4 separate regions of the Sus scrofa genome follow, and all the other regions are linked to region 1. A link is a contact called in public HiChIP or PLAC-seq and promoter capture Hi-C data. All regions are on one chromosome and are shown on one strand. The core of a region is the stretch at or near the end of the contact, and the rest is flanking DNA. Distances in the headings are between cores, read along the strand shown. Region 1 holds the start of LOC100511545. Region 2 holds the start of SIPA1 (signal-induced proliferation-associated protein 1). Region 3 holds the start of SF3B2 (splicing factor 3B subunit 2). Region 4 holds the start of EIF1AD (probable RNA-binding protein EIF1AD).

Region 1 (7,926 bases), core at 3,751-6,250:
GGAAAACTCCTCAGAAAGCTAAGAGAATATGCACCAGAAACAAAACCAGAAATGCTATATGTAAAAAAAATTTTTAAATTAAAAAAAAAGAAGGAGAAGAAGAAGCAATCAGTGAAAAAGAGAGTTAAAATCAAGGGAAGTTCTCTGGGGGTCTAGTGGGGTCTAGTGGTTAGGATTTGGCACCTTTCCTGCTGCAGGCCAGGTTCATAGATTCGTAGGTTCATAGGTTCATTCCCTGGTCTGGGAACTGAGATCCCTCAGCAAGACACTGAACCTCCCAGCCAAAAAAAAAAAAAAAAAAAAAAAAGAAAAAGTTAAAATAAAAAATCCAAAAATAAATAAATAAATAAGTCCAAAAATAAATAAATAAATAAATAATCCAATAGAAAGGATAAAAAGATAAAGTTAATGAGATTTTCTATCCAGAGAGTAGAACAAAAAGAGAGGTGATAAAAGTAGAAAAAAAGATAAGGATATAATTCAGACTTCAACACACAGTAGTAGAATCACAGAAAATAGGATGAGAGTGCAGCCTGGGCCATGGCATAGCAGAAAACAAATCATTTACATATGGCAGAAAAACAGGTCAGAGCCATAGAATTAAAAAAAAAAAAAAAGAAGAAGAACAAAACTGTGCTTATAAACAGCAGCACTTGGGAGTTAGAAGAGAGTGGGGTAATATCTCTGAAAATTTAAGGGAAAAACACAGCCAACCTAGAATCCTATACCCAGTTAAACTATCAGTCAAATATGAGCGAAGAATCAATATTCTCAGACAGATAAGGTGTCACAAAATTTACCTCTTAAGGTCACCTTCTCTGGATGCTATTAGATGATGGGATTTCCCAAAATGAGGCTGTAAAACAAGAAAGAGGAAGATGACCTAAGATCCAGGTAGTAGGAGAACCAACACAGAAAAACAGAAGCTCAGGAAATCAGCTCTGAAAGAAGCCTAGAATGCAGTCTCTCTAGCCTCTCAAACCTAAAGGACAAAGGACTCCGAGAAGGAAATTGCCAGGGGAAAAAATGGAATTGATAAATTTGACTCTTCTGACAAAAATATGGCATGGAGTTTATAGATCTTTTGGAGACTGGGGGAAATTAGGAAAGCGTGTGTGGAAAATTTAACAATTAAAAAACATGAGACCGTGACATTGTGAGGATGTGGGTTCGATCCCTGGCCTCATTCAGTGGGTTTAAGATCTGGGTTGTCACAAGCTTCATGTAGGTCGAAGATGCAGCTCAAATCTGGTGCTGCTATAGCTGTGGTGTAGACCTGCAGCTGCAGTTCTGATTCAACCCCCGCCCCATGAATTTCCATATGCTGCATAAAAATAAACAAAAACAAAAAAACTCATGAGGTTGGAAGTTCCCTGGAAGCCTAACAGTTAAGGATCTGGCATTGTCACTGCTGTGGTTCAGGTCACTACTGTGGCAGCCCAGGAATTTCTGCATGCCTTGGGCACAGCCAAAAAACCCCAAAAAAGAACCTAAAAACATGAGGCTATTGTAAATTTATGTTATGAGACTTATGATAAAGTTTCTGTTGCTTAGAAATGTTTATAGACTTTAAATAAAAAGTAGGTGGAGGAGAGAGTTCCCATTATGGCTCAGTGGTAACAAATTTGGCTAGTATCTATGAGGACACTGGTTCAATCCCCGGCCTCGCTCAGTGGGTTAAGGAGCCTGCATTGCTGTGAGCTGTGGTGTAGGTCACAGGCACGGCTTGGGTCCCAAGTTGCTGTGGCTGTGGGCACAGGCTAGCAGCTACAGCTCCGATTTGACCCCTATCCTGGCAACTTCCATATGCCACGGGTGCAGCCCTAAAAATACAAGAACATATATATGTAGAGGAGAAGGGGAGAAGTAATCCCTTTCATCCTAACAATCCATGACTGTTTTTCACCACCTCTTAGATTCCTACCCAAGAGACAAACAGGATCTACCAGGCTAAGTCTTTTTTTCCCCCCCTGCATCCACAGCATATGGAAGTTCCTGGGCCAGGGATCAAACCCCAGCCACAGCAGTGACAATGCCGGATCTATAAACTGTTGCTCCACCAGGAAGCTCCTAAAAGGCCAAGTCTTGATACTGACATCTTAACAGTAGGTACTCAGGGAGTCTTCTCTCTTCCTAGGCGTAAGAGTGGATGATGGGTCACCCATAGAAGACATAAAAGAAAATCCCAAAGGAGACAGAAATAAGGGGGAGAAGTCCATGTGATTAGAGGAATAATTAATTAAAAGTCAAAGATGGAAGCAATAATAAATAAAATGATTGAGGAGTTCCCGTCGTGGTGCAGTGGTTAACGAATCCGACTAGGAACCATGAGGTTGCGGGTTCGGTCCCTGCCCTTGCTCAGCGGATTAACGATCCAGCGTTGCCTTGAGCTGTGGTGTAGGTTGCAGACGCGGCTCGGATCCCACGTTGCTGTGACTCTGGCGTAGGCCGGTGGCTACAGCTCCGATTCGACCCCTAGCCTGGGAACCTCCATATGCCGCGGAAGTGGCCCAAGAAATAGCAAAAAAAGACCAAAAAAAAAAAAAAATTAATGATATTATAAAAAAAAAATAAAATGATTGAGACCAACTTCAAATGGAGTATCAGCAATTCAAAGTTGACGTGGAGATAAGAGGAACTTGTGGAAATGGTGATGCTGGTGAAGTGGTGAAAATAGTGATGCCCAGCAATCATTCTGGATACAACTGGTCCAGATAGACAGGGCCCCTCGAGAGGTCTGTCCCATTAGATTGTAAAACGGACTGCATGGGAAAGGAGAGGGCAGAAACAGTGGAGGAAATAACTGTAAAATCTGATAAACCCCATCACTACTATGGGATTGGGCTGCTTACTTTTTTTCTTCACTTCTTTATTTTCTTCTCTCTGCTTCTGCTTTTGTCACTTCAGAGTCCCTCCTTCTTCTTTAGTGGCCTCCTTCAGAAACTGACTTTGTCTACAGCAGCCCACATCTTCTTCCACAACTTCATGACCCCGCCCTCAGCCCTGCTGCGATGTTCTGTTTTTCTCGCTAGGCATTCTCCTACGTCTCATAAGCCCAGTCACGTGTTAAATTAAAACCTAGCTCATCCTGAATCCACTTCTCAACTGTTTCCCTTCAAGCTCCTGAGTCATAGCTCCTTTCCAAGAAACCAATGTCCATTTTTCCTCTTCTTATCAACAGACTAACAAGTCTTCTCTTTCTTCTCAAAATGTTCCATTTCCCTCTTTATGACTCTTCTCCACTTCCTTTGGTCCTGGTCTCTGCCTTCACTCTCAGTAGCTCTTCAATCCTACTCTCTCTCCTCTTAGGCTCAGATGCTCTCCTTTCTCTCTCCTATTTACCCCTTGAGGATCAATAACCTGCTTGGCTCTAATTTCTCCTCTTTGACTTGTAATACTTTCCCTATCTGCTTCTCCTTCCTTCTTTAGCTTAAATCCTTCATCCGTCTCATTCACTGGTACCTTCATCTATATTCTCTTTCTCTTCCATAGAAACAGATTCATCAGTATTATCATTCACTCCCTCTAAGGCATCCTCTTCAGCCTCCACCCCTTCCTCAGTCTCTTCTAGCTCTTCATCATTCTCCTCTACCTTTTTGAAAGGCATTTCCATCTCAGCATCCACAATTTCTATCAATCTTTCATCATCAGTAACTTCTACCATGTTTTCAACTTTCTCTTCTTGTATGCTCCCCGTTCTTAAACCCTCCAGCTTCTCTCCACTACTCTCCAGCTTCTCCCTACTGGATCCCAGCTTCTCTATACTTGACGGACGTTGATCTCCAGTGGATCTCAAATCCTCTCCACTAGTCCCCAGCTTCTCTCCCCTAAACACCAGCTTCTCTCTGCTTGAACTCAGCTTCTCCCCACTCGACCTCAGCTTCTCCCCACTCGACCTCAGCTTCTCCCCACTCGACCTCAGCTTCTCCCCACTCGACCTCAGCTTCTCCCCACTCGACCTCAGCTTCTCCCCACTCGACCTCAGCTTCTCCCCACTCGACCTCAGCCTCTCCCCACTCGACCTCAGCCTCTCCCCACTCGATCTCAGCCTCTCCCCACTCGATCCCAGCCTCTCCCCACTCGACCTCAGCCTCTCCCCACTCGATCTCAGCCTCTCCCCACTCGATCCCAGCCTCTCCCCACTCGACCTCAGCCTCTCCCCACTCGACCTCAGCTTCTCCCCACTCGACCTCAGCCTCTCCCCACTCGATCTCAGCCTCTCCCCACTCGATCCCAGCCTCTCCCCACTCGACCTCAGCCTCTCCCCACTCGACCTCAGCTTCTCCCCACTCGACCTCAGCTTCTCTCCACTCAGCCTCAGCTTCTCTCCACTCAGCCTCAGCTTCTCTCCACCAGACCTCAGCTCCTCCTCATTCTGCCCTAGGTCATTGCCTCTGGATCTCAAGTCCTCACCACTGGTCCTCCCTCCAGTAAAGTTCAACCTCTCTTTAAACCCAGACCCCTTCCTAGGCCCTGGCGTTGTCCCGGCATTCTCAGATTCAGCCTCGATTTTGTGTCTGACTTCTTGCTTTCCCCACATCTTCTTTGAGCGCTCTTTCCCCAAACCCGCGGAAGCCTGTAATGCACTGGCTACACTGTGCCCTCGTCTCGCACCCTGACTCCGGCCTGATTTTCCTCTCAAGGCTGTCTTCTCCACATCTTCCACTCTCGAGTCCTCAGACTCAAGCTTCGGGTCCCACATCCTAGGCTTTTGCGTATTTCTACCCAGGAGCTCCATTCTCTTCCCGATCACGATGAGCCCGTTCCAGGGCATCCACAATTTTTCTCGCGTCGTCTGCGCCCCTCTACTTCCTGGCTCCAGCAGCGACCGCCCGCGGGCCCAGGCCTGGCCTCGGGGGCTCTGGCCGCGGGTCTTGTCGCGCCCCCTCGCTGCCCTGTGCGGCTTACCCCTCCACTCCCTCATGTCCCAGGGAGGAAAGACAAACGGAACCCCTTTCTTGACAGACATTAGCCCCGACCCTCGTCCCTAGTCCGCCACCCCCACCACGTCTCCCCCACCCCCCACCCCCCGCCTCCCACCCGGCCCGCTGGCCCGCCGCCCCGCCCACCGCCTAGAGGGCGCGAGACTGGGCGAGTGCGCACGCGCAGACCGCGCGAGGCCGTTGGAAGCCTCGGCCCAGAGCGGTGGAGGACGGCAACCCGCAAGCCTGAGGCGGGGCCTAACGTGACACGAGACCTCTGCGACCCTGGAGCCCCCCCCGACTCCAGTACCCACTTTGTCGCCTGTCCCCGGCCCTCTCAGTTCCCCACTGCCCCCTTAAAAGCCGGGACCTGGGCAAGGGAATGACAGGCTTTACAGCCAATGGCGTCCCGCACAGTAAACCTGCTACCCAATCAAAAGGCGCGGCTGCGAGAGAAAGGCGAGGGAACCACGCCCTACTCCAGGTGACTCCTGGGCAGGGAGGGGAGCGTGCCACCGTCATCAGATAGGGTCCCTACTCAGTCTGTTCCTCCAGGCGAGTTACCGAGGACCAAACTGCGGGAGCGCGCGGGCAGTGGCCTGCGGCGGCATCTTTGTGTGCTATAGTCGAGGAGAGTGATGGAGGAGCATCAAGAGGCTGGGAAGGAGAGCAAGGTAGAGAAAGGATGCAAACCCCCTCCCAACCTTCCCCTCACTCCGTGGTACCCAGTGCTACCCAGTCAGGGAGTGGTGGTGATGTGTGTTTTCGCGCGCACGCGTGAGCTAGAGAAAGAAGAGACCTGAGCAAGGGGTGGGGCGCCTCTATGGCATCTGCATGGGGACTGGTGAGGATGCCAAAGAAGGCATCTTTACCTTTGCCCTAACAGAAAAGGCCCCATCGCTCCTACTTCTCCCCTCCCCAGGACCGAGTCATGCTGGTTTAATGGGAAAGAAAAGGCAAGGATGTTAAGGATTGAGAAGGGGCTGGAGTGCCTTCCTCTTTTCCCAAAGTGTGGGGAATCCTGTTCAGAAATGATGGCTTCACTTGCGTATCTGTTTGTATAATCGTAAAGCCATTAATTCTTTCCACCTCACCTCAGTCAACAAATAGTTTCTGAGCATTCTTGTACCAGGAATGGTTGTACAGAAGTGCTCACTTTTAGGGATTGGAGGCATGTACATTAGTGGGCTGTGACAGGATGGAGCAGCTATGGTCCATCTTTGAAGTCCCATCTCCCTCAAGCAGTTACCAAACAGAAAGGAGACAGGGGACTTGGGGACCTATAGCACCAATGAGCCAGACTGTGTGTTATGTGTGCGGGGGGGCAGGGGGGCAGTTGGGCAAAGGGAGAGCCTGCCCTGGGGGTGTCAGAGAAGCCAAGAAGTAAGAAATGGGGTTCAGGAGTTCCTGTTGTGGTGCAGCGGAAACGGATCCGACCAGGAGGTTTCGGGTGGGATCCCTGGCCTTGCTCGGTGGCTTAAGGATCTGTCGTGGCCGTGAGCTGTGGTGTAGGTTGCAGATGCGGCTCGGATCTGGCATTACTGTGGCTGTGGTATAGGCCAGCAGCTGTAGCTCTGATTAGACCCCTAACCTGGGAACCTTCATATGCCATGGGTGTGGCCCTAAAAAGCAAAAAAAAAAAAAAAAAAAAAAAAAAATTGGGGTTCAAGTGCACTGTGGAGAGGTGAAAGCGGCTGAGAGACACAAAGTATGGAACAGACAGCATCTGTTTCACTGTTTATCTGTGTTCATATTCATGGTTAAATTAGTTAATATGTATATAAAGTGCTTAGAGCAGTGCCTGGCATAGAGGAAGAACAAATATAAATGTTTGCTGTTATATTACTATGGCTGTCATCATATGGGATGGTTTGTGTTTCGAGGATGTACTGGACTACCAGACTGATGGATGCACCCACCCTCAACCTTTGTAGGTGCCAGACTCTGAAAGTACTACTAGACCTTGTCCTCTTGAGTAAGCATTACCTTCTTCAAGATTCTCCTTTAAGTACAGAGAAATGAAAAGGATAATAAATGAATATCTAAATATAATAGGAAAAGTGAAATAACATAAAATTGAGTAATCTAACAGAAGTCAAGAAAGAATAAAAGAACAAAAAATAGATGAGACAAAGAGAAAATGAAAAGCAAGATGGCAGGTTTATAGCTTACTGTATCAGTAATTACAGTAGTGATGACTGGAACAAACACTGCAATTAAAAAAACAAACATTTGCAGGAGTTCCTTTCATGGCTCAGTGGTTAAGGAATCTGACTAGCATCCGTAAAGACGCAGGTTCGATCCCCGGGCTTGTTCAGTGGGTTAAGGGTCCAGCATTGCCGTGAGCTGTGGTGTAGGTTGCAGACTCGGCTCGGATCCTGCATTGCTGTGACTGTGGCCGGCAGCTACGGCTCTGATTTGATCCCCTAGCCTGGGAACCTCCTTATGCCAGGGGTGTGGCCCTAAAAAGCAAAAATTTTAAATTAAAAATTAAAAAAAAATCAGATTGGATGTTTTTTTCTTTTTTCGGCTGTACCTACAGCATATGGAAGTTCCCAGGCCAGGGATCGAATCCAAACCACAGCTGCGACCTACACCACAGCGGTAGAAACACCAGATCCTTGACCCCCTGTGGTGGGCCAGGGATTGAACCATCAAAACCACAGAGATGAACCAGATCATTAACCCACTGCACCACAGCGGGAACACCCAGAATGGATTTTTTTTTTTTTTTTTTTTTTTGTCTTTTTGCCTTTTCTAGGACTGCTACCCGCGGCATATGGAGGTTCCCAGGCTAGGGGTCTAATCGGAGCTGTTGCTGCTGGCCTACGCCAGAGCCACAGCAACACCCGATCCAAGTCGCGTCTGCGACCTACACCACAGCTCACGGCAACACGGGATCCTTAACCCACTGAGCAAGGCCAGGGATTGAATCCGCAACCTCATGGTTCCTAGTCGGATTCGTTCACCACTGCGCCAAGACAGGAACTCCCCAGATTGGATT
Region 2 (7,493 bases), core at 3,663-6,162, 130 kb before region 1:
TCTCCCCAGGGAGCTATTTGAGGCCCTTGGCTCTTCCTGGCTTGCACTGTGGCCATTTTGCCCAGGCTCTTGGCCTCTCCGTGTTCTACCAGAGCCACCTTGCTGGACTGCCACTGCCAGGCACCCTCTATTCACGGCCAGCTGCTCCACTCCCCCAGCTCTGACTTCGGATCCCTGGCCCAGGCAGAAGACCAGCCTCAGCGGTTCCATCCCAGGGCAGCACATGGAATCCCAATAAGCTCATTGGCTGCCAACTGCTGGCCTCACTCTGTCCATCCATCCTGGCTGTGCCAGCTACCTGCCTCTCTAAAGCTCCTCCTCTCTGATTGGCCAGATCCCTACTTAAAAACTAGAAGACTCTCTGTCTCTCTCTTTTTTTTTTTTTGGCTGTACCCATGGCATGAGGAAGTTACCAGGCCAGAAACAGAACCTGAGCCACAGTGACAGCACCAAGTCGTTAACCACTAGGCCACCAGGGAACTCAACCAGCAGAATCTCTTAAGGGGTCCAGGAGTCCTGACTTTGGGCACAGATGCCTCTAGATTTTTTCTTTGGGGAAGCCCTGTGGCTGTCACACTTCAGTTACCTAAAGGGACCCATGACCTAGGGGCACTTAGGCCCCACTGGCCTGCAGGCCACCCGCTGCCTTAGCCTGACCTAGGGCCTGAGGTTTGGATCCCACAGCATTGAGGTATTGTGGGCCCTGGGGTTCCACCCCCTGCTGGCTGCTCCACTGTGTGACCTCAAGCAAGTCTGTTCTGTCCGAACCTCAGTTCCCCTTACAAACAGGGCAGGTAGGAAGAGGCCCGCATGCAAGCACTTGCCACAGCGCAGCACCTCCAGGGGACCCTCCGTGGGGAGGGGTGCTTCCTGTCTGCTTTCTCCCTCCTCCCTGGTGGAGAGAAGCGGAGCAGACCCGCCCACGGGGGTCAGGGAGCTGAGCTGGGACTCGGGATGGGTGTCCTCGGAAGCCAACTTCTGCCTTCTCTGTGGTGCCCTCTCCTTCAGTGGCCAGGGCAAGGCCATGGCCCCAGTCGCTGACCCCAGCCCTCCTCACAGAGCATCATCTACTATGTGAGCCGCTCCCCAAAACTGGAGGCCTGGCTCAGCCACGAGGGCATCGCGACAGCCCTGCGTCCTGTGCGGGCGCCTGGCTATGCGGACTCAGACCCCACCTTCTCGCTGAGCGTGGACGAGGACTACGACCTCCGCCTTTCCGGCCTTTCGCTGCCCTCCTTCTGCGCAGTGCACCTGGAGTGGATCCAGTACTGCGCCTCCCGGCGCGGCCAGGTCTGGCCACCCCTACCCTGGGGCTGCCCTCCCCGCCTCTACCCTGGGCCGCCGCCTCCCTTCGCCTGGGCCCCAGCCCCCACCCCAAGTTCCCTGGCCCAGGTCTGAGCTGGCTTCTGGGGACGGGGGTCCTTGTGCTGCAGCCTGTGGACCAGGATTGGAACTCGCCGCTGGTCACGCTGTGTTTTGGCCTGTGTGTGCTGGGCCGCCGGGCCCTGGGGACAGCCTCGCACAGCATGTCTGCCAGGTGAGTCCCCACAAGTCCAGCCAGGCCTTTCCCGCTCCCCTCCTCCACCTCCGCGAAGGGCTCGGGGGCTCTGACCGCGGCCCCCGGAGGCCACATCAGTCCTTCCTTCAGTGTGGCTCTTCTCCATGGGCGAGGCGCTTCCCCGCTGTGACCTCTGACCGTGAGGGATACGGGCAGAGGCTGACCTCCTTGTCAAGATGGGGAAACCGAGGCCCAGCATGGTCTCTGCTCCGACTGCTGCGTGTAGAGCCCGAGCTCAGGGCCCCAGAGCCCTGGGCGGTCACCTCGGCTCCTCTTCCGCAGCCTGGAGCCCTTCCTCTACGGCCTGCACGCCCTCTTTAAGGGGGACTTCCGCATCACCTCCCCACGCGACGAGTGGGTCTTCGCCGACATGGACCTGCTCCACCGTGTGGTGGCACCTGGGGTGCGCATGGCCCTCAAGCTTCACCAGGTAGGCAGCGGTGCACCCAGGCGGGGTGGCCGGGTGGCCGGTGGAGCCTCAGACCCAAGGCGGGGGCTGCTGACCTCAGCCTGCCTGTCATCCCTGCAGGACCACTTCACGTCCCCAGACGAGTACGAGGAGCCAGCCGCCCTGTACGATGCCATCGCGGCCAACGAGGAGCGGCTGGTCATCTCACACGAGGGCGACCCGGCCTGGCGCAGCGCCATCCTCAGCAACACGCCCTCGCTGCTGGCCCTGCGCCACGTCCTGGACGACGCCTCCGACGAGTACAAGATCATCATGCTCAACCGGCGCCACCTCAGCTTCCGCGTCATCAAGGTCAGGCCCCCCCGCTCTCCTCTGCCCCGGCCCCCGCCTGCCCGGCCGGCCGGCCACCCTCCTGACCCTGGCGTGTGGCCTCCGCAGGTGAACCGTGAGTGTGTGCGCGGCCTCTGGGCCGGGCAGCAGCAGGAGCTGGTGTTCCTGCGCAACCGCAACCCCGAGAGAGGCAGCATCCAGAACGCCAAGCAGGCGCTCCGCAACATGATCAATTCCTCCTGCGACCAGCCGCTGGGCTACCCCATCTACGTGTCGCCCCTCACCACCTCGCTGGCCGGCAGCCACCCCCAGCTGCGGGCGCTGTGGGGTGGCCCCGTCAGCCTGGGCGCCATCGCCCGCTGGCTTCTGCACAGCTGGGAAAGGTGCGCTCCGACCCCACCACTGGCTTGTGAGGTCCATGGGGCGAGAAGCAGAGGCTCCCTCCTGGGTCTGACTGAGGGAGTGCGGGAGCCAGGCTTGAGCCCTCAGGGCCCATCCAGCTGCACCCCCTGCTCCCCTCAGCCCGAGCTCAAGGTGGCCTTTGGCCTTCAGTGCTTTCCTCAAAAGCCCTGGCAGGCAGGCGGCAAAGTCTTCTAGAAACAGGACCCTGGGGCTCCGAGATGTTAGGTGACTTGTCTTGGGTCGGGGGCCTTTGCGTCTCCCCTCCACCTCCCAAGCCCCCACCCCCGCCAGTCTCTTCTCTGCCTCCTCCCGCAGGCTTCACAAGGGCTGTGGTGCCGGCTGCAACAGCGGTGGGAACGTGGATGACTCAGACTGCGGCGGCGGTGGCGGCGGCAGCGGCTTGACCTCTCTTGCCAGTAACCCTCCCTTGGCACAGCCCACACCTGAGAACACAGCAGGTGAGCAGGCCGGGCCTGGGCGAACCAGTGAGTGAGGAGGGAGGCCTGGCCCACGAAGGTCTCTGCCTCTTATCTGTCTCCCACAGGCGGCGGCGACCAGCCCCTCCCACCAGGCCCTGCCTGGGGCCCGAGGCCCTCCCTGAGTGGCTCTGGTGATGGGCGTCCCCCTCCTCTGCTGCAGTGGCCGCCCCCTCGGCTCCCTGGACCGTCCCCTGCTTCGCCTGCCCCCACTGAGGGTCCCAGGCCCTCAAGGCCCCCTGGCCCTGGTCTCCTTAGTTCTGAGGGTCCCAGCGGGAAGTGGAGCCTGGGGGGTCGGAAAGGGCTAGGGGGATCCGAGGGGGAGCCAGCCTCAGGGAGCCCTAAAGGAAGCACCCCCAAATCTCAGGTAAGGTTCTTATGGGAGGGTCAGGTCCCGGGCAGCTCAGGTCTGCTCTCCCACCAACCTCTCTCTCCTCCCCAGGCGCCCCTAGACCTCAGCCTCAGCCCGGATATCAACACCGACGCCTCGCCCTCCAGAGCCGCACAGGACTTTCCTTGCCTGGATGGCAGTGCTGCTGAGAGTGGCACGCCCACGGGGGCCCTGGGCGACTGGCCTGCGCCTGCTGAGGAGCAGGAGAGCCCAGCTGCCCAGCCCCTGCTGGAGCATCAGTACTGAGTGGCCCGGTTCCCGCTGGGTCCTCGCCCTGGATTCAGTAACTTGGACCCCTGGCCTTTGGGTCTCTCTACTGGACCACAGAACTGAGTGGCTTTGACTCCCACATGTGAACCCTGACCTCTGGCTGCCTTAGCCAGAGCACCAGAACTGAGTAGCCCAGACTTCTGACCTTGACCCCTGATCTCTCATCCCTAATCCAGGGCCTGGGCTCCCAAAGGCAGGCAGCCTCCCAGCCAGGCCCAAGAGCCAAACCCATGGGCTGGTCCCCCTTCAAGCCCATGGCCAGGACTGCCTTGGCTTGCACTGCCTGCAGGGGTAGCCCCCTGACCTGGACTTGGGGCTGATATGTGGGAAGGGAAGGTTTCTTTTTTTTTTTTTTTTCTTTCTTTTTTTTTTTCGTGCTTCGGAGACACCAGAATTAATAACACTATTTTTGATTTTGGTTGGCAGTTTCTTCTATCTGGGGACGTTTGGGTGGAGGGGAGAAGAGCTGGCTAGGTCAGGGTAGATGAGCACAGAAGAGGGCATGAGGGATGTGGGTCTGGGTTATGACAGGGTCAAGGTTAGACCAAGGTGAGGTGAGGTTCAAGTAGGACGGGATCCTTTCCCTCAGGAGCCTGTTCCCTTTTCAAGCCTTGATCTGAAGTTTGCATTCCATGTCTCAGCATGAAACGTCCAAAGAGTTGCAGTTCCTACGCTTACCAGCCTTGACCCTGGCCAGAGCCTTTCTCTGAACCTCAGTTTCTTCAGTATAACATAGTTGACCCCTGGGTTCTAAGGGTACACGAGCGCGCGTGTGCAGAGCAGGACCCGGTGCTCGTGAGTAGTGGCGCCTGCTGAGCCCTTGCTGTGTGTCAGGCAGGAGCTGAACCCTTCGGTGTCCTCGCCCCAAGTCGGTTAGGGAGGCAGGTACACTTGTTCCGGTTTCTCAGCCGAGGGCTGAGGTCGGACAGTTCGCTGGGCTGGGCCTGTCTCAGGGCAGGCGCTCAAACCCCGCGCGGGGCTGACCACGGCCAAGCCTGCAGTCCCCGCCCGCCCCGCTGCGCTTCCCGCCGCGGCCGGCGCGGGCCCGCCCCGCCCCTCCGGGCCGGCCCCGCCCCCGGCATAGCCCCGCCCCCAGGCGGAGCCGGCGCCCGGAGCGGTAGCGGGAGAGCAGGCAGCGGGACCCCAGCGCGGGAGGAGGCGGCCGGGCGGGAGCCCCAGAGGTACCGGCGGGAGCGGGGGTGCGGAGGCACGGTGGTCGGGCCAGACAGGGAAGGAAGTGGCCTGGTGTGGACCCAGGTGGAGGGTGGGTGGGGGTCCTCTCCTCGTTCGCTGTTGCACCCTCCCAATCTCCCGCTGGGCTCCAGTCCCAAGTCAGCAAGTCCAGTCCCCTGCCTCTGACCAGCGCCCCACCCCCACCCTCTTGCCCGATGGCCCCGGCCCCCACCGGCGTGCGTGCGGGTGAGTGGATGCGAAGGTTCCCGACTCCCTCTCAGCGGCGCTGGCGACTGCCCTGCTGCCTGCCGACTGTGTGCCGGGTTCCCCCTATCCTGGGGCTCCCCTTCTGCCTGGGCGGCCTCCTACCCAGCCTTTGCACATTGCCCCCCAACCGCGGGCCTGGCCTGGGAGGAAACATCTGTCGCGGCCCCTGGCAGCACAAGTGGGGTCATGACCTCCAGATGTGCTGGGAAGCGTCCAGCGCCTCCTCCTGGGGCAGCCAGGCCTTCCGGATCTGTGGGAGCCGGCCGGCCCCCTCCTCCCAGTGACACAGGCCGCGAGGAATGTCCCGGCCTCAATGGACCCTGTGTGAAGCTGCCGGGTGGGGGGCAGAGCCCAAGAACACCCCCTAAGGCAGGGCCAGAGCCTGGCACTGTGCCAGAACAAGAGGCAGCCCACAGGCCATGCCCGCACAGCTACACAGAGCTCAGCCCACCCGGAGTGGGGCCCTGCCCAGACCCCCCTCGCACATGTCCTCTCTCGCCCCTATCACACACACTTCACCCACACCACAGTCCAGGCCCAGGAGCTGGGCACTTGGAGCCAGGGCCTGCCTCTGCCACCTCACACTAACACATGGCCAGCTGCGCTCGATTCACCTTCCTTTCAGTCTCCCAGCAGTGCTGGGGGGCAGCAGGAATGGTTAACCCCGTTTTAGAGATGAGAGAACAGAACTTTAGGGTTAGCGTCAGGACCTTGTCCAGGAGAAACCAAGGGAGGAGACACTCAGCTTCGGAGGCTTTGTCCCTGCTTGGTTCTGGAGCTTTAGCCGAGGGATGCCTGGGGCCTCTGCCTCCGCCCCCTCCTAGCCCAGCCCCACACAGTCACTGGGTGATGCACAAAGACCCGCCAGCAGGTGCCTGCACCCCTAGTGGGTTACCCACACATCTCCTGCCCCAGCGCCATCCTGGGTTCACCTGGGGGTGGCTTTCCCTCACGTTCTCACACCGCCCTTTGCACCTACCACTGGGCTTGACACATTTCCGCACTTCACAGGTCCCTGGGGCCTTGGGTGTCTCATTCTTACATCCTGTGAGACCTTGAGCCTTGGCCCAACCCCCCACCTGCCCCCCACCCACACATACAGGGATAGGAGTGGGGAGGTACAGCCCTGTTTAGGCCCTGGAAATTGACAGACCCAGGTTCAAATTCTGGCTCTGATGTGAAAGCGTTTCAGGCAAGAGCATCATCCCCTTATCTGGACCTCAGCTGGACCATCATGTGGGGTTCAGACTTCCCTGTCGGCCTCAGTGAGGCCAGGGAGACAGACATCCCCATGAGTCCCAGTTCCAGCGAAGGGGCCTGGTCAGGGTGACTCCATCCCCTGGCCGCCGGCACGGCCACAGTAGCCTGCAGGAGGATGAGCCCTGAAGGCCTGACCTTCAGGTTAGGGTGACTTGGGTCCCATGACTGAGCTACGGTGACCCCAGAACCTTCCTCAGGATGTGGGGCCGGACAGGGGGCTGCGCCCAGAGTTGGGGCCACTTCCTGTGCCGAAGGAAGTCCTCTTGCCATTCCTGCTGCCCTGCCAGTGTCCCCTAGGAACCCCTGTGTCCTTGAGGTATTGAGGCCCTGGGAGCCAGGGCACTGAAACCCAGCCTCTGGGTGCTCAGCGCCTCTGGGATCCTGGAGGAAGTGGGAGGAGCAGGGAGGAAGGTCTCTGGGGACAGGACGTCCTCCCTTTGTCAAGCGGGCAGGACCCAGACACCAGCGGCCCCATGGGTTTCCCGTCCCAGCAGAGACAGATCATCTGTCCGGTTGGGCCAGGTCTTGGTGGCGACCCTCGCTCAGGGCTCAGACCAAAGCCAAGGTGTGTGAGTGGGAGCAGGGGAACCCTGGCAACCCCGGGGCCACTCAGGCTCCGGGACCCTCAGGGCCAAGGCCCTGACAGCCCGGCCCCCGGCCCTGCCCGGGCGCTAAGCTGGAGGAGGGGGCTGGAAACCTCAGCCCCAGGCAGACGAGGAAGTGGCCAGGAAAGCGGAAGCGGCTTTGATGGTCCCGGAGGAGGCCGGAAGCCAGAGCGTGTACTGGAGGACGGGGCTGGGGGCCCGGGTTCCTGTTTTCGCCCCAGGCCCCTCTGAGCAGCCCCCTCCTCTCTCAGGGCAGGAACCGGCCTGCCGGCTGGGCACCAACCCCCCCGTGCCTGCCAATGCGGCCCGGCACCCGGAGAGCCAGGTCCCAGGCACGCCCATGTGGGCCGGC
Region 3 (7,800 bases), core at 4,660-7,159, 190 kb after region 1:
GTAGCAGGGCCAGTGTTCCTGTGTGAGGCCTGGCAGGAGAAGGAGGCAAACAGGTTTGTAGTGGGCAGAGGAGATGGGCTCCGAGCCCCACCAGGATTGCTGCACAGGAGAGCTCCAAAGGGTGGGGTGAGCGGAGAGGCCAGAGAAGATCAGATTCCTGCCTCCCGTTATCAAGACCCTGTCTCCGCGCGCTGCTCCAGATAACTTCGTCTTGGGTGGAATTACAGGCTCTGGGGTCTGGCCAGCACCTCAGGCTGTAGCCACTCCCTCCCGTGAGCCCTGTCTCGGCCTGTCCGCCCGCTCCTAATTCATCTTTATCTCTTGGCCGTTTGTATTTCTCTTCCCAGGAGACATGCCTTAGCACCAGGGCTCGGCTCAGAGCACAGAGGTCTCAGTTCAGGGTTTCCTCTCCTCGAGGACCCCGTGCCTGATTGCTTCAGCTGAGGGGTAGTCTTGACTCCCCAGACACCGAGCTTCTGAGAAGCACTGACCAGGCCTTCACCCTCCCGAGTCTCTGACATGAGGAAGAGATGCACACCTCGGGCGCACTGTACCTGTTACACTACTGCGTGTTTAATCCCAGCTCAACCCCTCTGCAGCCCGACGTAGGTATTCCCATTTTATAGGCAAGGAAACTAAGGCTCTAAGAGATGATGTCACTTAGCTGTGGCCACACTGCTGGTATTAGCAGAATCTGGATTCAGATCGGCTCCTTCTGGCTCCAAAGTCCATGCCCTCAGAACATGCTGCTTCTACGGAGACCTGTTTCCCCATCCCTGCCCTGGACTCCGGCTACTCCATGTGCTTCTGAGCCCTCAGGGCCCAGGACCAGTAATCCACAAGGGAAAGAAAGGAAGGACTTGAAGTCCTGGAACCCTGTTTGGATTCTGTCCCCAGATACCTGAAACCCTGGCTGCGCCATCGCTGACTCGGCAGTGAGAGGTGCCTGGCGGAGGCAGGGGTGCAGCCTGGGAAGGGGAGGGGAATACAGAGGGGCTCGTGCTTGTTGCCCTGCTGAGAACGTCCCGGAGGAGGCGGGCCTCCATCCCAGGTGAGCAGCAGGAGTGAGAGGCGGGAGAAGGGTCTGGTTTCTGGCCAGTCGCCTGTCTCTGCGTGAATGTCTTAGCTCAAGGGCAGCCTGGCCCTTGGCAGCTGCAGTGGAAAGTCAGCTTCAGGAGCAGTGTCTGTCCCCCAGTTAGGGTGGGGTCCCAGGGGCCTCAGGCTCCAGGTTCGGGTTCAGCTTCCTCTTCACATACATCCTTCTCCAAAGGAAGGGGGCGCCTGGAACCTCATGGGCGTGTGCATGGGTGTGGAACTAGGACACCTCAGTCCCGGGAGGGTTGAGGTAATGTGCAAACCCTTTTGACCATGACCTTCCCCTGGGCCTCCGAGCTTGACTTCCAGTCCTTCTCCTTTAGTCCCCCCTCCCCCCAATTAATCCTGGATTACATTTAAACCTGTTTGGGTGGGAAGATGTCCTGGTTATGCCTTTCCCGTCTCTCCAGGCTCCGCCACCAGGCTTCCCCCTCCAGCTGCAGACAGGCTTAATTCTCCTGGAGCCAGGGGTGTGCAGGGTCTGGCCACAGAGGGCAACCAAGGGCAGAGCAGAGAGAGCCTAAGGTCCCCCTGTCTTCCAGGATTGCTGGGCCCGAGGAGGGCTGGCGCTGCCTCTGTGGGGCGGCGGGCAGGAGGAAGTCAGAGCCTGTGGCCCTCTCAGGGTGCGGGCCTTTTTCCCTCTGTCACTCATCCTGCCTAGAGGACTTGGTGACCAGGCGGGAGTTTCCCCAGAGGGCAAAGTGGAAGGCCAGCCTCTTCCCATCTTTGCTGGACTCACTGAAACCACCCTGTTTTTTCAGAGGACTCTGGGTCAGACAGGGAGGTCAAGCCTGGAGAGAGCTACAGCAGGACTTTTGCGGGGAGATGCTTCAGCCAGGCCATACAGAGAGGGGTGATGGGGTGCTCGGTGTGGCTTAGCCCTAGGGAGCCAGCTAGCCACACCCCAGTCTGAGGCCCGCTGGGAGCAGGGTATCATCAGCGTAAGAATTCCCTGGACACCAGGCCTCGAGCTGGGCACCAGCTTCTGCTTGTTCCCCACCAGCGACTGGCTGCTCCCCGTCTCATACACATCCTGCTCCATTCCCAAGCAGCCTCAGCTGTTCAAAAGTTCTTTCTGGGACAGCTGGGGTCAGCCCACCGCTGGTTGTGCCCACCCCTGCTCGTCCCCTTCCACCTTCCCCCTCTGCGTGGTTGCCAGCGCTGCCCCGCTAGCCCACACAAACCATTTTTCTCCATGACAGACCTTCAGGTATTTAGAAGCTGTAACCCTGTCTCCTCTGGGTGGGCACCCGGCCAGGCTGAACATTCCAGGTCCCAAGAGAGGTTGCCGCTCGGACATGGGAGGAGGCCTTCCTTCCCTTGGCAAGTTCACTCTGCGATGCCTGTCCTGGAGATGGAGCCAAGGCACTGGCGCCCAGGAAGGGGCTGCCTGGGGCCAGGCTTCCCCCTGTCTCCAGGTTGGTGCGGGGTGGGTGGCATTCTGCTGGGGCCAGAATTGAGAGCAGCGGCCCCTGGCTCCTGCCCCTCACGGGTTTCAAACTATTCCCCAGCCTGTCCTGTGTCTTCGGGGGCTCCCCTCAGCCACCCAGACCAGCCTCATCAGAAAATCAGTGCTAATTTTAGTCAGAACAATCTACCTTGGGCTGCTGCCCCGTTTTGCAAATTGCTTTCCTTTCTCCTGGGAACCGAGGAAGAAATGGCTCAGCTGTAGCCAAAGCTTTGAAAACCAGCCTGGATGCCCACCCACTCCTGCTTGAGCCCCTTTCTTCCCTGTAAGCTCGGGGGCTGCTATTGGTGCTTTTAGAGGAGGAGGGCGCTTTGGCCTGGCCCACCCAGATCTGAGGCTGGACCACCGGGCGGCCCTATCCTTATCAAGGATGGCACAGCCCAGTGAGTAGGGACGTTGCCCAGTGCATTACAGATGAAAGGGCCACGGGCTGAGGGGGAGGTTTGCAAATTAGTGGCCCAGGAGATCAAATTTCTTTCCCCTTTCTCTTAGCCTTCCTTTTCTTGCCCCTAACCTGCACCAGGCCTTCCCCACGCCCCCATCCCCTCTCCTGTCATGCGTACCCACGTCATCTCTGCCTCTGAATTCCCTTCATCCTCCTCTCTCCATCGCTACTCGCCACCCTCCCAGCCCCCATCCCCTCAATTTTATCCCACCCTCCCCTAGGGATCCAGTCACTGGGACCTGGCCACCATAGGGGACAGGCCAGGTTCGCTCTCTCACCACCTCCTCTCCCGCTGCGCGGCCGGGCAAAGAGCCCCCTTCCTCGTGCTCTTCAGGCGCTGCCCCCCGCGACTCTCCCGCGCAGCCGGCATCCCCCATCCCCGGTCCGGTCCACCCCCGCCGCTGCCGCCCCCGGCCGGCCGGCCGGCCGCTGCAGTACTCACGCTGAGCGAGCTCCGCCTGACCCGGGCTGGGGTGGTCGCCGCTACTTCCCAATCCTTGCCGCGAAATCCGCTCTCCGGCCGAGGGCGCTGGGGGCCCTGCGAGCAGAGTGCTGGTCGCTCGCTTCTCCGCGCCTGGATGGGATCAGGTGGCAGTGTCGGCTCAGCTTCTCCGCTCTTGGCTCTGCCCGCCGCCCGCCCCCCATCGCACACACCGGAGGCGGAGGCGGGGCGGGGGCGGGGGCCGGCGAGCAGGGGAGGAGGAGGGGAAGAGGAGTGGGGAGGGGAGGGGGCAGCCCTGACTCACAGGCTGCCGGGGAACACTCCGAGTGGCATCTTCGGATGCGGGCATCTTTCCTCAGCACCCTTGCAGAGTCTGGAACCTTGTAGAGGCTGGACACCAAGGCGGCCAGCTCCTTGCCCCCACTCTACAGAAGGGGAAACTGAGGCCTAAAAGGTATCTGGGTACTCTGGCATTGCTGGGCATTCCTGTGCCCCACTGGCCATCCTTGGGGTGGTAGGTCCCGGGGGAGGTAGAGACAGGTGTATGTGCAAGTACCCACTGTGTGCGCCTACCCTCTTCTCTTTCCATCTCCAGCACTGCTCCAGATCAGGCCTGGGCCCTTCTGCCCTCACGCCCTGGACCCCTTCCTGTGCAGCTGCTGAGGCAGCCCCCTGCGGCTGAGCCCTGCGGCTGACCCCTCCTACTCTCCAGCAGGAATCCAGATGCACTCTCTCTCTCTTTTTTTTGGCCACATTAGTGGCACATTGAAGTTCCTGGACCAGGGATTGAGCCTGTGCCACTGAAGTGAACAGAACCTTGGACCCACTCACTGTTTTTTTGTGTGTGTTTTATCTTTTTTAGGGCCGCACCCGCAGCATATGGAGGTTCCCAGGCTACGGGTCAAATCAGAGCTGTAGCTGCTGGGCTTCGCCAGAGCCACAGCAACGTGGAATTCGAATCACTGTCTGTGACCTGTACCACAGTTCACAGCAACGCCGTATCCTTAACCCACTGAGCAAGGCTAGGGATTGAACCCAAGTCCTCATGGATACTAGTTGGGTTTGTTAACCACTGAGCCATGACGGGATGCATTCAGTCTTTTTTTTTTTTTTTTTTGTCTTTTTGCCATTTCTTGGGCTGATCCCACGGCATATGGAGGTTCCCAGGCTTGGGGTCAAATTGGAGCTGTAGCCACTGGCCTACGCCAGAGCTACAGCAGTGTGAGATCCGAGCCGCGTCTTCGACTTACACCACAGCTCACGGCAATGCCGAATCCTTAACGCACTGAGCGAGGCCAGGGATCAAACCCATAATCTCATGGTTCCTAGTCGGATTCGTCGACCACTGAGCCACGACGGGAACTCCAAGAATGTATTCACTCTTGACCAGAGCTTTAGTGGGCCTGGGACCCTTGCCTGGGCATTTGTGCTAGGAGTCAGAGAACTCAGGTTCTACCCTGGTTGAACTTAAGTTCCAGAGTCAAGAAGCAACTCCGTGGGCCTGGTTGCTTCCAGCTCTACAGTGGGGAGCTGTTCTTGGAGCTGTTCAGAGACTGCAGAGGTGATAAATGTGAAGGCGCTGCTTGAACCTTGTGTGAGAGGGGTCTTGAATGTTCTACTGCCTTCTTTTTTTTTCTTCTTTCTTTTTGCTATTTCTTGGGCCGCTCCCGCGGCATATGGAGGTTCCCAGGCTAGGGGTCCAATCGGAGCTGTAGCTGCCATCCTACGCCAGAGCCACAGCAACGCAGGATCCGAGCCGCGTCTGCAGCCTACACCACAGCTCACGGCAACGCAGGATCGTTAACCCACTGAGCAAGGGCAGGGACCGAACCCGCAACCTTATGGTTCCTAGTCGGATTCGTTAACCACTGTGCCACGACGGGAACTCCTCTATTGCCTTCTTAGCACTTAGCTCCAACCACCTGGAAGCCAAGCAGCCGCACCTCCCAAAGTCATACCAGGCCCCGAGAGCTGCACATTTACTTATGTGGTTCTCATGAACCCCTGCTTTATCCCGCCTTCTTGGCCTGGTATGGCAAGCATCCTGGAGCTTGCCAGCTTTGGGTGGATTCCATTCCAGACCCACACAGGTGGGTATCATGAGAGTGTTTTTGTTAAGGCAGAGAAGGGTTGGGGACCCTCAGAGTCCAGAGAACTGCTCGTGGTCCCAGTCTAGCCCCTCGGGCATGTCAGTTTCTCTCTGTCCCTCAGTCTTCCCTTCTGCACAACTGGGGGTGTGGGGGGGTCCTATCCTGTCTGGGTCCTAGGGCTCTTATGGTAAAATGAGGCCCCACTTGGCCTGTCCCTTTCTGGCCCTGGTTACTTTGCATCCTCAGCCATTAGCCCTTAGTTCATCCTGCCTCTGAGACCCCCAGCCTCTTCCTTAGCACATAACCTGTGCCGTGGAGGCCCCTGGCTTCAGATGACCTGCCGTGGCTTTCCAGTAAAAGGGACCAGGAGGACACTTCCTTTGGGTCAGGAATGGTTCTGTCTGGGCAGACAGGCTGGAGAGGAAGGCACTACTGTTCTTTCCTTTTTGGGTTTGTCTTTTCTGGGAGTGTCAGGAGACTGGGGTGGTGGTAGTGATGAAAAAGGGAAGAGTCCAGGTTCGGGCAGGAGCAAAGAGAATTTCCTAGCCAGGGTTAGGATGTAAGCAAGCTTCGTGGCCCAGTCCTTTACTTTGTCTCTCCTAAATCTCACCTTCCCTGGACCTGACGTCTCATTCTTTTTTCCCTGCTCCCAGGTATTCCTCTTGGGGATGGTTGGTGAAATAGGGCATGGTAGAGAGATCTGAGGAGTGTAGGGGTATGGGGATAATGAGACCTACACACACGCGCGTGCGCGCGCGCGAGGTAAGCCTGGCTGTCAGAGAGCAGAGCTAGAATGGGAGAGGGACCTCACTGCTAGTGGCAAAGGCAGGAAGTAGTTAGGACAGGGAGACGTGAAGGCGGACACATAAGGGGCACAGGCCACTGGTGGGGCAGGGGAGCACCAGGCAGGGTCAGCTGCGCCAGTAGGCTGCTAGGGATGAGGAAAGAAAAGGGCCTGAGTTTATCCTGTCGCCATAAAGACGATTCTTTTTTTTTTTTTTTTCCGGTCTTTTCTAGGGCCACACCCGCAGCATATGGAAGTTCCCAGTCTAATTGGAGCTGTAGCCACTGGCCTACGCCAGAGCCACAGCAACATAGGATCTGAGCCACGTCTGCGACCTATGCCACAGCTCCTTAACCCACTGAGCAAGGCCAGGGATCAAACCCGCAACCTCATGGTTCCTGGTTGGATTCGTCAACCACTGTGCCATGAAGGGAACTCCAATTAAGCGCCTCTTTAACGCCAGGTACTGTGAGACAGTAAAAAGGATTCATGCCTTTTTTTTTTTTTTTTTTTTTTTTTTACTTTTTAGGGCTGAACCTGCAGCATATGAAAATTCCCATGCTAGGGGTCAGATCGAAGCTGCAGCTGCTGGCCTGTGCCACAGCCACACCAGATCTGAGCTGCCACAGCTCATGGCAACGCTGGATCCTTAACCCACTGAGCGAGGCCTGGATCGAACCCGCATCCTCAGGGATCCTAGTCAGGTTCGTAACCTGCTGAGGCGTAATGGGAACTCCAAGACTCATTTCTTTGGGGTTGGAAGTGTGGATAAGGGGCAAGAAAGACTTTAAAACAAATGACGGAGGTTTGGACGTGTTATGGAAGCTCCAGAGCAGGAAAGGAAGGCGGCAGGAGATGGCTCAGCGGAGATGACATTTGAGCTAGGAGATGACATTTGAGCTAGCCGGGAAGGTGGAAAAAGGGTCTTTAGTGTGGCCCTTCCCCCAGGTCGGCAGTTGGAGCTCAGCCCGGAGGGCCCGCTCCATTCCGGCTCCGATTCCCTTTCAGGCCATTCATCCAAGCCTGGGCCGGGAGTGGGCGGGCAGACAATCAGACACTGTTTTATCCCAGGCATCGGCTGCAACCTCCCGCCCGGCGCCCACAGCGCGCGGCCGCCCGGGGAATGAGTCCTCGGGAACGTCTGCGCCTGGGCCTCTCCCGCCTGAGCTGGAGTCGGGCCGGAGGCGGGGAGGTCTGCGCAGCGGTCAGCGAGACGCAGAAAGCACATCCTCCGCTCCGGACCAGCGGTCCCCACAGTCCCACCCCGGCTCCGGCCCCCAGCGTTCCCGGTACTGCGACGGACCACCCTCCTCCCAGAGGCCCTATCCTGTTGAGCCCGCAAAGACCGTGATCTGCGCACTACAACTCCCAGAAGGCTTCGCGGCCAGGCCGCCTAGGGACCATTGACGAATCGCAGAGGGTGGTCCGCCTAACCAGCCTCGAGCGGACGTGGCGTATGGCGCTGCCGGAAGTTCC
Region 4 (7,753 bases), core at 1,370-3,869, 150 kb after region 1:
AATGACATCAGGCTTAAGAGATTAACCTGCTTAAAGTTACTCAGAACTGACAAAGCCAGGATTTGAAGAAGACATGACTTTCCAGCCATGTGCATAACCACATATGTAAAAGCGCTTGCCACGGCCCCTGCATAGGAAGGGAGGAAGGCTCTATTTTCCCTCAGGGCACCACAGCCAGAAGCCCCATTTTCTGGCTTCCTGCTCTGAGACTTGTGCCTCACCTGTTACTGTTATCATCGTGTTTCTCAGCCACTTCGGAGAAGGCCTGTGGCCTGTGCCAAGAGAAGAGCCAAGGTCAGAAAGGACAGAGAAACCTCTGGGCAAAAAAGCTATTTCCAGCTGATCCAGCCTGGGACACTGGGACCTCCCCTCCCCCCAATTCCAGTGCTAGGAAGTCGGTCCCTCAGAAGCCATGCAGCCAGTGACCAAGGGGCTCACCCTACCAGAGCCCTTCCTTCTGTAGAGCGCGCACATGATTTCTGCAGAGCACAAAGGAGATCTCGGCCTTCACTTTCTCTCCCTCTTCAATAGGGTCAACAATGAGAAAGTCCCCTACAGACAGAGAAAAGGAAAAGGGAAGTCAGCCCTGCTGGCAGAGAGGGAAGCCAAGGCTATCAGAATTGGTCTCCTAAAGGGCTGCCTCTCTCACCTCTCTTGATCCAGATGTTCTTGCGGTATTTGGAGGGCATGCTCACCAGGAAGTGCTGCCCCTGGGCTGTCTCCACCTCATGCAGATTGTTCCCTGGGGTCCTGAGCACCTGGTCCAGAAGAGACCAAGTACCAGTCAGCATTATCAGCCAGCTGCAACCCTTGCTGAGCTACAGTCACCCTGTCCCCACCCCAGTGCCACTCACCCTGACGATCTGCTGCCGGTCGGAGGGCACCATGTGCTCCCCCAGCACCTCCTTCACCACGTGCTTCCTCTTGGTGGCCTGAGACATGTTGTTGGGTCCTGTCCCAGGGTGGGGGTGAGGGATGCAGAGACTGTCAGCTCCTCTCCCTGAGTTTCTTGGATGGCAGTCTCAGAAGGACTATTCTAAAGATGGGGAGGGACCTTTTACTGGGGAGGACACAGTGTCAGGTTAAGGAGAACTACTTGCATTCAAATCCCACCTTGGGTATTTCATGACTGTTCAATTTCTCTAGACTTCAGAGAAAAACAATAGCTAACTTAGAGCACTGCTCTAAGAATGAGCATAAGCAAAGCACTTAGCACTGTAAAGCACGTAAAAACAACTCGTGTGACAAGAGTTCTCCTGTGGCATAGCAGGTTAAGGATCTGGCATTCTCACTGCAGGGGCTCAGGTTGCTGCTGTGGCACAGAATCAATCTCTGAGCCGGGAACTTCCATGTGCTGCAGGCACGGCCAAAACAAATAAACAAATTTAAAAATACAACGGTAAAAACTAAACACGGGTTTCAGGAAAACAAGTCATTCTGGCAACCAGGGGGAGAAAGAATCACATAAACTCTTCTTCGGTATGCCTGTACATCCCAAGCGTAGCACAGCCACACAAACAGATGCTCAATCTCTCAACATACCACAGACATGGACCAGGGAGAAGAATTCAAGTTAGGAACAAGTTAACTAAGGTCAGGGCCGGCCGACATGGTCTTTGGCATCTGCTGTTTATGATTTGGGTACTGAGAAGACGAGGACTGATGCGCACACAGAAGACGGCCGGTTTCCAAAGGAAACGCCGAAGTGTCATCTCTAGTTGCCGTCCCCTGCCTGCCCTCCTCCCTTCCTACCCCGAAGGAAAGACGCTCAGTGAGAGAAACCCAAACTTACTCTCTGGCCCTCGGATCCCACGGGCGATGCCTGAAGCGGAACGACCCCGTTCTCCAGGCTGGACGCTGAACACGTCTCGTCAACGACTCGCTTTGTAGCTGAGTCAACGAGCGCACAGAAAATGGACTTGCCGGCGGTCGCGCCGGTGAAGACCCCTTGGACTCAAGTCTCTTACAAGCCGGACGGCGAGGAAGACAGCACGCGCCGGCCCGAGGAAACCCCTTACTTCCGGCGCTCTCTCGGAAGCCTCCCAGCCACACCTCCCTCCTTGTCCGCTCCTCTAATTCTTCCCACCACCAAGTAGGCCACGTTTAATCCTTAAGTTCCAAATGTCGCGCCGCCGAGAAATAAAGTTTTCTCCTCCCAGGCCTCTGCTCCCTCAGACCGGAAATATTTCCCGAGCAGTGAGACCACAGAAAGCTGCCCGGCTTCCCGCAAAGCAACCGGAAAGGAGCGCCTCCTAAACGCACGCTGGCGCGCCGCCCCCTCAACCCCGGCCCAATCTCAACTCTATGACTTCACGCGGCTAGAGGTGCCCAATGTAATTTTGGGTTTTTTTTTAAGGCGGCTCTTGAGGCGACCCGGAAGCGGAAGTGGGGCGAAAGTTCTAGCGGGTCGAGGCATCCGCAGGAGCGGCCGGGTGGCGGGAGAGGCCGTTACGGGAACCGGAGCTGCGGGTGAGTGCGAGCCGCGGTGCAGGGCCCAAGCTGGAGACTGGCGGAGGCGCGGGGAAGAGAAGGGGAAAGGCGCCTCAAGCACTGCGGCGGGCCAGAGGATGCGCCCTCGGAGAGGGATCGGCCGGGGCGCGGCGCGCGAGCGCAGAGGCGCGGGGAGGGGGCGGGGCGCGGCGCGCTGGGGGCGGGGCCGGCGGCGTGGGGCGCGGCGGGAGCCCTGGCGTGCAGCCCGCCGGGCTGGAGAAGCCGCTTCGCTTCTGCTTTGTGATTAGCTGGCGGGCCGGGTGGGACAGAGTCCTTCATTTGCTTTACGGGCCAGGTAGCCGTTGCAGGCAGGGTCAGTGCCACTTGGGCCCAGCCAAGGTCACCGAGGAGTGACAATTTCAGGGCGAGCCCTGGGTCCTGACAGACTCTTGGAATCTTGACTCTGCTCTGCGTGCGCCACCTGTTAGAGCAAGATAGTGTTGCCTCTGGGGTGGTACCGAAACCAGCTCCTGCAAGGAGTGGAAGAGATTTCTCTTTTGAATAGTGAGGAAAAGACTCCTTAGGCTTCGCTTTTTTCGTCCGTGAAGTGGGGGGAGAAGCGAGTAAGCTTCTGCGATGACTGGTCGAGCGTCCTCTTAACTGTGAGATTGGTAGTGGGCCCTCAGGAGTTCCCGGGTTTTCAGCCCTAACCTGCCTTTTCTTGGGATTCTCAGGTTAAGCTTGATCAAGATGACAACTTCCCAAAAGCACCGAGATTTCGTGGCAGAGCCCATGGGGGAAAAGCCAGTGGGAAGCCTGGCCGGGATTGGTGACGTACTGGGCAAGAAGCTGGAGGAAAGGGGCTTTGACAAGGTGTGGGGTGGCTGCGTGCAGCTGGGGAGGGCTGAGGATGGCCTGCTGGGCTCTTTCCTGGCAGTTGGGGCGGGAGGAGAGTGAGTGGACCCGTTGGGGGTGGGCAGTGGCATGTATTCTGCAGGGCTAGCCAGAGCCGGCCCTGCTTCCTAGGCTGAGGGCCTCGTTCCTGGTCCGCAGAGCACCTAGCAGCATGCCCTTCCCTCTGCCTGTCTTGCAGGCCTATGTGGTCCTTGGCCAGTTTCTGGTGCTCAAGAAAGATGAAGACCTCTTCCGGGAATGGCTGAAGGACACGTGTGGCGCCAATGCCAAGCAGTCGCGGGACTGCTTCGGGTGCCTCCGGGAGTGGTGTGATGCCTTCTTGTGATGCCCTCCGGGGAGCCCCCGACCCCAAGCCCCAGCATTGAGTCTCCAGAGTTTGCAGCCAAGCCAGGACTCCTCCCCCATCCTCTACAAAGGAAAAGATTGCTGTTGTGTGCACTTCCAACGTACTCCAGCATCTTTTGGGAGTTCTCTCCCCTCACCATGTCACCTTTTTTGGAATTCTCACACTTGCATGCATCTCCCTTCTCCTTTCCTTGCCAGTTTCATGTCAGCAATTACCAGCTTTTCTGAGTGAATTCCTGGTCCTGGCCCTTACCCCTACCCTCACTTCTGATCTGTTTTATGCCATGTTTGGCCCTCTTTTTGGCAGAACAGTTCCTGTCCTTGTAAAGTTTTCTAAATCAATAAAGTCAGTGGCCTTCATGCCTGGGCTCTGTCCATGGAAAGCAGGTGGGCTGGGAGCTCCCTGTTCCCCAGGGCCCGGCCAGGTTTGCCACACTCCTTATCAGTGCACGTCGAAACCGGCAGCTTCTGGCTCCAGAGGGCAGCCATCCTGGCCACGTGGGCCTTGGGCCAGGTGCCTCGGAGTGTCTCAATCCCTTAGTGATGTGGGAGAGGGTGTGGGTTGATCCCTTCCTGGGGTCCAGGTGGGCTGGGGTGTTCCAGATGTCAGCGTGGTCAGCTGGGCTAGGCAGCACCTGGTGGAAGACAGTTGGAGTCAGCGCTGCCAGGAAAAGGGTGGACCAGATGTGGGCGAGGGTTTACCTGATAATCGTCATGTGCTCTCCTGGCCTCCGGTAGGAGTGGACAGGGTTTTTGCAATCTGCCCTGTTCTCTTAGGCTTAGGCGGGAGCAGCGGGGGTGTGGGTGGGTGAATTTTTCTCAGCTTTACAGTCTAGTGAAGAGAGAAGTGACAGGTGATAAATACAGAAATTCAGGTAATGTGAGTTAGGCTTCTATTTGGTGCATATTTGTCCTGTTCTGTGTTTTTTTGTTTCTGTCTTTTAGGGCCACACCCATGGCATATGGACATTCCCAGGCTAGTAGTTGAATCCGAGCTACAGCTGCCAGTCTACACAACAGCTCATGGTAACGCAGGATCCTTAACCCACTGAGTGAAGCCAGGGACTGAACCCACAGCCTCATGGCTACCAGTTGGGTTTGTTACCGCTGAGTCACAGTGGGAACTCTGACCTGTTAGTTGTTGATTGTTTAAGGTGAACGGGGTCTACAGCTAAGATCTTTGCAGATTTTTTTTTTTTTTTTTAACGCCACGCTTGTGGCATATGAAAGTTCCCAGGCCAGGAGTCGAATCAAAGCTATAGCCAGCCTACACCACAGCCACTGCAACATTGGTTCCAAGCCACATCTGTGACCTACACTGCAGCTTGTAGTGTTGGATCCTTAACCTACTGAGCCACAACAGGAACTCCTGCAGATTTTTTTCCTTTTAAAATAACAAACAGTTATTTCTCTTTCACTGGCAGGGAAACTAGAGGCTCAGAGAGGCTGAGAAACCTGTGTGGATTTACCTCTAGGAAGCAGCCAGAGTGGTCTTCAGAACGTAGTGTAAAAACTCATGAACACTGAGAGTCCTGGCCTTTCCGAGACTCAGTTTTCCCACCTGGAGATGAGGTCGTAAGGATCAGATGCAGTGCTGGCATCTTTGAGGAACTACTTGCTTACAGAATTTTTCTCAGCTTTACAGTCTAGTGAAGAGAGAAATGACAGGTGATAAATACAGAAATTGAGGTAATGTGAGATTTCCATGGTTTCAGGGTAGGGAAAGATTTCAAAAAGTTGGTGAATTTAGCTCTATTATAGAGAAACTGCTCATCTAAAGTTCCCTCAAGGTACCTTTATTTTTTATTATTTATTTATTTATTTATTTTTTTGTCTTTTTGCTGTTTCTTGGGCCGCTCCTGTGGCATATGGAGGTTCCCAGGCTAGGGGTCGAATCAGAGCTGTAGCCACCGGCCTACACCAGAGCCACAGCAATGCGGGATCTGAGCCGCGTCTGCAACCTACACCACAGCTCACGGCAATGCCAGATCGTTAACCCACTGAGCAAGGGCAGGGACCAAACCCACAACCTCATGGTTCCCAGTCGGATTCATGAACCACTGCACCACGACGGGAACTCCTCAAGGTACCTTTATAGAGTGCAGGGATTTCCCTGTGGTGCAGTGGGTTGAGGGTCTGGTGTTGTCACTGCAGCAGCTCAGGTCCCTGCTGTGGTGCAGGCTTGATCCGAGGCCTGGAAACTTCTGCATGCCATGGGTGCCGTCAACAAACATTTTAAAACAAAACAAATGATACAATAGGGAAATGGGCAAAAGATCTGAGGGGGAACCACAGAGCAATACCCAAATGGTGAATAAGATTTGTCACCTGTCAGAAGGTGCTCGGTCACCCAGAAGAGCAAACAAGGTGCTTTTATATGCTTGGGGGATTGGCAGAGTACGTGGAAGTCAGACAATACCGACTTCCACGTACTCTGATGAAATGGAGCAACAGGACCTGATAAGCAGTTGGTGGGAGTGTGGATTGGTATGAACAGTTGGGCGTCTCCCAGTAAAACTGGAGACCCACCCTGTGAGCCAGCAGTTCCGCTCCTGGGGCTGTGACAGACACTGCACACCTGCACCAGAGCCAGCGTTCCCAGCAGGTCTGTTTATAAGAGCCCCCAGCTGGCACGGTAGCTCTAATGGCTGCCATTGCCAGTGAAAAGGACCAGGAGACAGTACACCAGGTGAACCGCAGGTGACACTGAGCTGACGAAAGGAAGCTTCAAATGGTGTGATCCCGTTCACGGAGTCAGTTCTTGCTTAGGGGTCACTACCTAGGTGGTAAAACTAGAAGAAGAAAAAAAATGAAAGGCTTACTAAAAAAGCTGACCGAAAAAAAAAAGTCGGGGGCGATTGCCTTTGGCGGGGGTGGGGTCGGGGGGTGAATGCAGGTGTGATGCCTGGGAGCACTTGGGGCTGGGAGTGGCAGTTCACATTTCTTGACCTGGCCTGGTGCTGATGTAGGCATTGACTCCATTTATTGGTTAAGCTGAACAGATAGATAGGTTCTGTGTGCTTTTTTATATACGAGCTACATCAGAGTAGTAGAAAAGAGTGACCAAAAAGAGGGTAGAACAATTAGATGATTAGTCAGAAAGCAGGACAGGGAGTTCCCACTGTGGCACAGCAGGTTAAGGATCTGGCATTGCCACAGCCGTGGCATAGGTCTCAGCTGCGGTTCAGATTGGATCCCTGGCCTGGGGACTTCCATATGGTATGGGTGTGGCCACAAGATTTTTTTTAAGAGAAAGGATGGTTATTAGCGATGAAGCTTCAATGCAAACCTGGGCCTGGGAAGGCTAAGGGGCCTCCCCACCAAAGGTCGCCAGGTGGCCAGCGCTGGGCCCAGCTTGTGTTACAGGCCGCTTCCTGGAAGGTGGCCGTGTGAAGGCCAGACCGAAGTGGTAATACGGGCTGTCCCTCAAGTTGCAGGCCATGCTGTTTCTGATGTTATTCTGGGTGGGTCCGGAGTCACCTTGGAGTCCCTTCAGCCTTGACCCTGGTGCTGTGATGCCGTCACACAGGCCCGAAGTGCTTGGTCGGGGGCTGGGCAGGGCCCCCTCAGCCTCCCCCCTTGGCCCTGGCACTGCAGGATTGTTGCTGGCGCTCTGTGAGGTAATGGAGACTCCCCCTCCTCCACGACGCCCTCCCGTGACTCCTGCCTGGCCTGGCTCTGCCGCCCGCCTGTGGCTCTGGCCCCGGGCCTGCCTGGCAGAGCCCTGTGGGACGAGCTGCCTGCTCTGCTTTCTGTCTTGGGCTCTTCCCTGCCTCACCCACAGGCTCTGTGACTGAAGAGACGGAAGCCTGCCCTCCCACCTCTCCCTCGGGCTCAGGTGGGCCCCGAACCCTTGATCTGGCCGCCTCAGCGCATCCCACCCCACTTCCTGCATCAGTCCTGGAGCAGCAGGAGACAAAGGGTGTCTAGAACGTAACTTGCAACTTCTCAGAGACCCAGCCCCGTCCCCAGCAGGACAAAGGGAGAAAGCCACCCTGGGTGGGGGGGACAGGAGGCAGCTTATCTAGTGTCAGCCACACTGGCCTGTGGGACGCGCCTGGCC

Evidence for each region. Promoter capture Hi-C pulls out the DNA fragments that hold promoters and counts their contacts. HiChIP or PLAC-seq counts read pairs in DNA pulled down with a chosen protein or histone mark.
Region 2: an H3K27ac HiChIP or PLAC-seq map of alveolar macrophages shows a contact between it and region 1. The contact joins the promoter of SIPA1 here to the promoter of LOC100511545 in region 1. A contact is called at or near these places in 1 of 5 promoter capture datasets (fetal liver), 15 of 47 Hi-C or Micro-C datasets (alveolar macrophages, blood, embryonic fibroblasts and 8 more) and 2 of 2 datasets of contacts at active chromatin or transcription factors (alveolar macrophages and skeletal muscle).
Region 3: an H3K27ac HiChIP or PLAC-seq map of alveolar macrophages shows a contact between it and region 1. The contact joins the promoter of SF3B2 here to the promoter of LOC100511545 in region 1.
Region 4: a promoter capture Hi-C map of fetal skeletal muscle shows a contact between it and region 1, with 2.6 times the contacts expected there. The contact joins the promoter of EIF1AD here to the promoter of LOC100511545 in region 1. A contact is called at or near these places in 1 of 5 promoter capture datasets (fetal skeletal muscle), 4 of 47 Hi-C or Micro-C datasets (embryonic fibroblasts, heart right ventricle and liver) and 1 of 2 datasets of contacts at active chromatin or transcription factors (alveolar macrophages).

The regions. Positions count from the first base shown.
Region 1 is chr2:6,485,927-6,493,852 of Sscrofa11.1, reverse strand. It overlaps LOC100511545, which reads right to left and starts at 5,000. Exons shown (of 6, transcript XR_002341440.1): 1 at 2,853-5,000. It overlaps SNX32 (sorting nexin-32), which reads left to right and starts at 5,118. Exons shown (of 13, transcript XM_003122527.4): 1 at 5,118-5,596. The coding sequence starts at 5,561.
Region 2 is chr2:6,615,975-6,623,467 of Sscrofa11.1, reverse strand. It overlaps SIPA1 (signal-induced proliferation-associated protein 1), which reads left to right and starts at 4,912. Exons shown (of 16, transcript XM_021082850.1): 1 at 4,912-5,017; 2 at 7,393-7,493. The coding sequence starts at 7,482. It overlaps PCNX3 (pecanex-like protein 3), which reads left to right. Exons shown (of 34, transcript XM_021082830.1): 28 at 1,060-1,290; 29 at 1,434-1,537; 30 at 1,841-1,988; 31 at 2,088-2,318; 32 at 2,406-2,680; 33 at 3,015-3,158; 34 at 3,242-4,255. The coding sequence ends at 3,812.
Region 3 is chr2:6,293,659-6,301,458 of Sscrofa11.1, reverse strand. SF3B2 (splicing factor 3B subunit 2) reads left to right here and starts at 5,909. Exons shown (of 22, transcript XM_003122505.4): 1 at 5,909-7,800. GAL3ST3 (galactose-3-O-sulfotransferase 3) reads right to left here and starts at 3,662. Exons shown (of 3, transcript XM_021082815.1): 1 at 3,451-3,662; 2 at 1-29.
Region 4 is chr2:6,329,748-6,337,500 of Sscrofa11.1, reverse strand. EIF1AD (probable RNA-binding protein EIF1AD) reads right to left here and starts at 2,619. Exons shown (of 6, transcript XM_003353773.4): 1 at 1,793-2,619; 2 at 855-1,036; 3 at 650-758; 4 at 444-552; 5 at 222-272. The coding sequence starts at 941. BANF1 (barrier-to-autointegration factor) reads left to right here and starts at 2,175. Exons shown (of 3, transcript XM_005660673.3): 1 at 2,175-2,469; 2 at 3,165-3,303; 3 at 3,524-4,050. The coding sequence starts at 3,181. The coding sequence ends at 3,670. LOC106509306 (a long non-coding RNA gene) reads right to left here. Exons shown (of 3, transcript XR_001306720.2): 2 at 5,160-5,336; 3 at 4,204-4,522.